Regions from separate parts of the Hordeum vulgare genome. Here region 1 is linked to region 2. A link is a contact called in public Hi-C data. All regions are on one chromosome and are shown on one strand. Each heading gives the region's core, a stretch centred on a gene start, on an enhancer-like site or on the middle of the called end of the contact. The rest is flanking DNA. Distances are from core to core; before and after follow the strand shown.

The links. Hi-C and Micro-C count contacts between places; a contact is called where the count stands out from the background.
Region 1: a contact with region 2 is called in a Hi-C map of seedling, with 6 times the contacts expected there. The contact joins the promoter of LOC123406969 here to the promoter of LOC123407282 in region 2. A contact is called at or near these places in 4 of 6 Hi-C or Micro-C datasets (leaf and seedling) and 1 of 1 datasets of contacts at active chromatin or transcription factors (embryo).

The regions. Positions count from the first base shown.
Region 1 is chr7H:602,186,436-602,189,988 of MorexV3_pseudomolecules_assembly, forward strand. It overlaps LOC123406969 (histone H2B.3-like), which reads left to right and starts at 2,160. Exons shown (of 1, transcript XM_045099988.1): 1 at 2,160-2,810. The coding sequence starts at 2,247. The coding sequence ends at 2,663.
Region 2 is chr7H:602,051,260-602,054,925 of MorexV3_pseudomolecules_assembly, forward strand. LOC123407282 reads right to left here and starts at 1,795. Exons shown (of 9, transcript XM_045100385.1): 1 at 1,703-1,795; 2 at 1,472-1,621; 3 at 1-105.

The DNA of each region.
Region 1 (3,553 bases), core at 910-3,409, 140 kb after region 2:
TCTTGCGGAGACAGAAGCTTGCGGCGGTGGAAAAGTACTTTCGATGATCTCCTTTTTTTTGGGGATTTTTAGGGAATATATAGGCATAACCCCTAGGGCGGAGGGCGCTCAGGGGGCCCACAAGCCTGTGGGCCGCGGCCTCCCCCCTGGCCGCGGGGTGGGGGCTTGTGGGGCCCGTGAGGCTCCCCTGCCTTGGCTCTCAAACTTCCCGATCTTCTTCTGTTACGGAAAAAATCTTTTCGGGGATTTTCTTCCGTTTGGACTCTGTTTCAAAATCTCCTCTGAAAGGGGTCAAAAACATAGAAAAAACAGGAACTTGCACTTGGCACTGAGTTAATAAGTTAGTCCCAAAAAATATATGAAAGGCATGCAAAACATCTAAAGTTTGACAAGATAATAGCATGAAACCATCAAAAATTATAGATACGTTGGAGACGTATCAGCGTGACAAGCCATTATAGGGCCTTATATGTAATTATTGTATAGAGTCGTAGATCAGATACTTTCATATTGTCATGCCATGTGGGCCAAACCATCGGAGGGCCTTATAGATAATTAGGGCCATTTGGTTCATTGGTTATCCCTTAATGGGATAATGATTGTTAGTGTTGTAATGAATGCCACTCGTTTGGAAGAGATGATGAAGTGGCTAAGGATAACCAATTTCGAGGAATAATCGGCACAGAAGTTGGCTGCCTATGTTCGTGAAGTTTTGTGAGATGAGGGCAACCACTTGCGCTCGCTATCCTCTCGTTCCCACGCTGAAACTTTTTCCACTCGTTCGCTCACGAAAAGGGGCAGCGTTAGCTATGACTCTAAATTGAATGGCGGTGTGCTTAAGGTGCAAGTCCTTCCTCTCTATCTCTCCCTCCCTCCCCCCCTCTCCCTCTCTCTCTCTCTCTCTCTCGCTCTCCCTCTCTCTCTCTTTCTCCCTCTCTCTCTCTCCCTCTCCCTCTCTCCCTCCCTTTCCCGATCTTGTCATGATTTGTGAGCTCTGGTTGCTCGCGTGGGAGTGGGCGTCGAGGGAGAAGTGGTGGGTTTGATGGGAAGGGGGAGCGGATGGATATGGCGACGTTGCTGACGGGCTTGGCGCCCATCGGGTGTTGTGTTGTCGATGGTGATGATTCCTCAACTTGCGAGCATTTGTTCTTCCGTCCATGGGGGAATGGCAAGTCAATCTGCCCCCTATGTGAGTTGTTCTCCGGTCAGGCCAACCAGGGGCGGACCTACATTGAGGTGAGTGGGGGCCTAGGCCCCCACTCAAAATTTGAATCTCTAGTAATATTTGCTTGTGCTTTTTGAAAAATATGCTAAAATTCTTTGAATTTTGAACGAATATGCCCCACTCGAATACTTTACCCCCAGTTAAAATACTTTCTAGGTCCGCCACTGAGGCCAACAATCCCTCTATGATTTGGTTCTCTATGGGCATATGAGTTGAGCGTTTGTGGATTTTTGTATATGAATGAGAATATGTTTGATTTTTAAAGATCTTCATTCATATATTTGCTATTAATTAAATGGAAACATGTCATGAGTTTTACTTCCTATAGAGACTATATATATATTTCTCCGCAAGCTTTTTGTTCATATTTCACAAAAATCATCTCTAGCTCAAGTATTTGCATTGCTTTATTATAAACTCGGCGGATACAAAACCAATGTATAACCCAAATGAACGTAAAGCGGATAAGATTATCGTCCGTTTGGGTCGTCCGGTTGAAGTTGCTCTATGATCGTCAATCATATCAAGACATTTTATTATTGGTGTCAACGTATTCAAACTTGCCCCCGCATAAAGAACGTATTCAAAGTTGCGGAGGCCTGTATATATTCGAAAAAGAAAAATACAAACTCCTGAGCCGTTCAATGCACAATGTCGATGGCGGCTTCGGAGAACTAATGAACTCAAAATTGCCGCGAAAGCCGAGTCGACAAAAAACATGCGCGCGTGCGGCGAAACCCGTCTGCTCCCCGCTCCCCTTTCCACCACGTCAGCGATCCGCGCAGGAGATGCATCTGGGTCGTCCATTTCACACAGCGGCGAACGGCTGAGATCAAACCCAGTCGCCTGACGCCCACCGATCCGTGGCACGCACCAGTTCACCAATCACAGCCCGCCTTCTCCCTCCTATAAACAAGCCGCGCCCTCGCCATCTCTTCCTCACCACTCCTCCCACCTCCCATCGAAACACCGCCACACCCCTCCCCGTCGAAGCAAGCAGCAGCAGCAAGCAGCGGCGTCCATGGCCCCCAAGGCGGAGAAGAAGCCGGTGGCGGAGAAGGCAGAGAAGAGCACGGCCGGGAAGAAGACCAAGGCCGAGAAGCGGCCGCCGGCTTCGAAGGAGGGCGGCGAGAAGAAGGGCAAGAAGAAGTCCAAGAAGAGCGTCGAGACTTACAAGATCTACATCTTCAAGGTGCTCAAGCAGGTGCACCCCGACATCGGCATCTCCTCCAAGGCCATGTCTATCATGAACTCCTTCATCAACGATATCTTCGAGAAGCTCGCCGGCGAGTCCGCCAAGCTCGCGCGCTACAACAAGAAGCCCACCATCACGTCCAGGGAGATCCAGACCTCCGTCCGCCTCGTCCTCCCCGGCGAGCTCGCCAAGCACGCTGTGTCTGAGGGCACCAAGGCCGTGACCAAGTTCACCTCCGCTTAGATAGTCTGTTCGCTGTCTTCTTGGTGGATCGATGGTTTTCTCTGTAATAGTCAGCTGCTGGGATCATGTTGTCTTGTAATTTGTGCTGGTTGTGTGGAAACACACTGTTTCATTGTCTCGTGAAATAGTAATGGTGCTTCTTTGATCTGTCTCTTGGCTCTCTACCAAGTTCAATTCTTTTATCCCTGTTGCTTCACTTGACAGAGTTCTTGCTCTGTTCTTATCCCTGTAAAACTATGCAGAAAACGACTCTGAACTTGCAAAGTTGTTTCTCTGTTTCATTTCTTAATTTCTGTTTTCAGCCATCGCTTTACGAGGGTGATCACCCTTTCAGACATAGACTTGGTTTCAAAACTGCTTGAAACTGACGAAAGTGTCCATTTGTTCAGACAAAGACTTGGTTTCAGACATAGACTCCCGCCCTGCTGACTGCTGCTCTCCTGTGCTTTGGGAGACGGTGTGCGATTCAGACAGGATGATGGTGTTTTTCATTTACGGGTTTATGAAAACAAAATGGCAAAACCGGCAAGTATGAGTTTATTTTAAACCCTGAAGAAGATTCAATATTAGTTGTCCGTTGGTTGTAAAAATTATATTTGCAAGCCAGAGTTTTTACCACAAATGCCTGCACTGAACGTTCGGTTCCATAGAAGACAATGTCCCTCTCTGATTCTAGCATTACGGTATCTTAATATATGGAGCCTGCTAAATCGCAGTCGATTGAGATTTAGTGACGTCTCCAGTCGATGTGTCAACGACCATCGGATCGTTCCTTGCTTCAAGAATCGCGCTGGAAGTGGTTTTGTCTAGATTTGGCCTGTGTTAGCCGCATAACCAGCCCGTTTTAAAAAAATAAATTCTGTTGGGACGGTCAGTTTCGCTCCAAAATT
Region 2 (3,666 bases), core at 545-3,044:
GATATAGAGAGTATCCAAGAGCCTAGTTCTTAACAAGCATAACCTCAAATATCCTTGGCCATAAAACAAATTTGAAGCCTTCCCTCCTCTGGCGCCCCACAAGTTCTTCAAAAAGGATACAGAAGAATTAGATCAATTTTTTGAAGGAAAACATTGTATTACTATAAAGTGGAAATATGTAATAAAATAGTCGCATCATGTTTGACTTAGTACACCATGTAGCTAGAAGACCGGCGAAGTAACCACAACAAGAGAGATCAATTTGATGAAAAAAAGAGAAATCTAAGCAACTTCATGAGGAGTACAAGGAATTGTGTATTTCCACCTTGCATATTTCTTGGGCTTATGATTGAAGTAGAAGTAGAAAACAAACATAATACGGTAGATTAGCCCCTCAACTCTTATCTAGTTTTGTTTGCACCCCTCTCGGATCCGTAAACGCCTGACCACTTATGGGGATACTACTAGCACGCGCCTCGATGAACATAGTGTATAATAAATATGTCTGTAAATAGACATTGGATTTTCCAAAAAGTAAACAATGGCAAGACAATATTTGATGATCGAGTCCGATCGAAGCCTACATTTCCTAGAGGCCTTGCTCGGGTGCTCCTCCCTGAGCATTAAATCAACATAACACAACCAACGAGGAAACTCGCCAAGGCTTCATCGGTGTCTCCAACCACCCAACATGGCTGGTTTGGCCACCCTTGCCGCGGTGACCATACAACCCCTCTCATGGTCTCGTGTCATGTTTCTTTTTGTTACCCAGTTGTTCATTCATACTCCCTCCGACCCAGAATAAGTGTCGCTGATTTAATACTACTTATTTTGGGACGAAGGGAGTATATTATAGGTACAATTACAGGTGTTTGATTCCAACGCCTTACGGCCCGCTCATAACAAGGCCAACTACAATCCTATACACATATTCCACCCAAATTCGATCAAAGGAGTTTTGAAGGAATTCGAGCTGTCGGGATACGACCGGACCGGACCATTGTGCGACGAACAGATCCGAGGCACGGGCCACACAGGCATAGCTTGCAGCGTAGATCTAGGGTTCCTTATTCGAGGGGAGCCCGAATTGCTACATAGAAACATCTTGCCTTGCCTTCCCCGCAGGCCGGTGACCGGATCGACAAACATCACAATTACCCGAAGTTACAAAAAAATCCCCATCCCTTTGACAACCCCCCAATAGCATAGGCTCCCCCCCCCCCCCTCCACACCAAGATGTTTCTTCCCCAAATTGGGTGGACACCCCCATCCTCCACGATCCCAACACATCCATCAACAACAAAGTTTCCCAATCCGCCAGCCAGCTAGCACTCTAGCGAGTTCCAACCCACAGCATCACCGAGCAAGCTGTAAATCCGAATCCAAACAGGGGCCGGGCCACAAGAACGGATCTGTTCGAATCCGGACCGAATCGCAGGGAGGAGGAAGAGGGCCGAGAAGGGGAGCTTACCTGAGACTCGTCGGCGGCGCGGCCGTGATGAGAGCCGGTAGGTAGGTAGGGCGGCGGAGGTGGGAGGTGTACCGGAGATTATATATGGTGTTGAAGCAATAAAAGAAGTCGTTTTAATCCTCAAGCCGGCAAGAGTTACCTCCTCCTCTTCTGCGGTGTGAAATGAAGGGTGTGGTTACTCCCAATGGTGGGCACAAACAAACGGAGTGGGGGTGGGGAAGATGAACCAACATGGATCCGGCGGACGCTGCTCTGGAACCGGCGGCCACGGCACCAGCCGCTGCTCGCGCAATCTACCGGAGGGATATTAATATATCTAGGGAGTAGTAGGGATTACACTGCTCTGCCACGCCACTACAGGGTGTCAAGAACAAGAAGAGCTTTGCCACCGTGGATTATTGTTTTTCAAAAATACATGGATTTTTCTTCCGGATTTCTTTAACATGATAATGGGTTTTCTCTTATTTAGTCATGTATATCTATAGGATGCACACACGGGCAAAGATGAATCCCCCTCCCCCCCCCCCCCCCCCCAACACACACATACAAATTGATTAGATTCAGTTTCTCACCTTTGTATTCTGCTTTGCCCGACCCCCCTGCAAACTTAGCCTTTCTCGACGGCTCTTGCGCCGAGTCGAATCGGGACCAAATTCACCTATCAGGGTCTAGGTTGATGTTGCCATCAAACACACCGCCTTCGTCGAGAAAGAGTGAAGGGCGACTAGGGTTGCGATGGAGTTGTTCAACAACCGTGCGGCAAGAATAAAGATGCGGTGATAGATCTGTCGACGCGCCGTCAAAGATTTGAGGGGGGGGGGTCGAGAATTTTGGTGGGCTAGGGTTGCTAGTGAACAAGTATATATAATTGTTGTGGTTGTGATGTTAAGAGTGAGATCCAGATCTAAGGGGTTGGGATCCTCTAACCTACATCACCCTTGACCTCATTAGGAAACATCTAGGCCCAGTAACCGCTTCCGGGTCCAAGGGCTACGAAAAAGTTCACCGGTTATAATAGAAAGTCAGCATGTGGGCCAAATAACTTTTTTGGAGTCAAGGGCTACAAATAAAGTTCACTAGCTGCGATAAAAAAAGTCGGCATGTGGGTCGAGCAACTACCTCGGGAGAGGGCTATACATTTTTTTACTAACAACAATCAATATAAAAAGTTGGCATGTGTTTCAAGCAGTGGCGAATCTACTCGGGGGCTTTAACACACTCAAGCTCCCCCTTCAGCCCTACAATTATAGATTTTACTACTAGTATCAAGGCCCATCCAAGCCACTTGTGAGCCCATCCCAACACATATTTGCATGGTCCAAGCAGCCCAACCCTCCCTCCATTTTTTTTCTAGACTCGTCACTGGTTGCAAGAAAAAGAAACAACATGCGGTCTATGAAGAAATTCACTGGTTAAAAAAAAGTCAGCGTGTGGGCCAAGCAACTACTTTCAAGCCAAGGGCTATGAAATGTCTCCTCGTTGCAAGAAAAAGAAACGGCATGCGGGCCAGGCAACTGTTTCCGGAGCCAAGGGCTATGGAAAAGTTTTCTTGTTGGAAGAAAAAAATTTAGCATATGCACAACAAGAAACTGCTTTCGAAGCCAAGGGCTACAGAAAAGTTCCCTTGCTGGAAAAAAATTAGTATGCGGTCCAAGTAACTGCTTCCGGAGCCAAAGGCTATGGAAAAGATCGTTGGTTGCAAGAAAATAAAATGACATGCGAGCCAAGTAAATGCTTTCAGAGATGAGGACTACGATAGAAAAATTACTACTTGCAAATAAAAAATCAACATGTGTCAGCATGTGGGCCAAGCAACTACTTCGGGAGCCAAGGGCTATGGAAAAGTTTCCTTGTTGGAAGAAAAAAATAGCACGCGGGCCAAGCAATTGCTTTCGGAGCCAAGGGCCACAAGAAAGTTTGGTAATTGCAAGGAAAAATTCAGACCACAACTCAAGAAACTAAAAGGACAAATTTCATCAAGTAATTTGAATATGATACTATTGCCTAGAAGAGAAAAAAAAAGAATTCTAAACTCATATTGCCATGTACTGCACTATATTTCCTTAGGTAAAGAATGACAAAATGAAACTGTCATTGACACAAGGGCCCCGACCCCATACGTCAGTGACACAATCTAAATCGAGACAAAGACGTGTCATTTGGTCAGAGTGGCTCATGTCTTGGCCCAAGAGTAG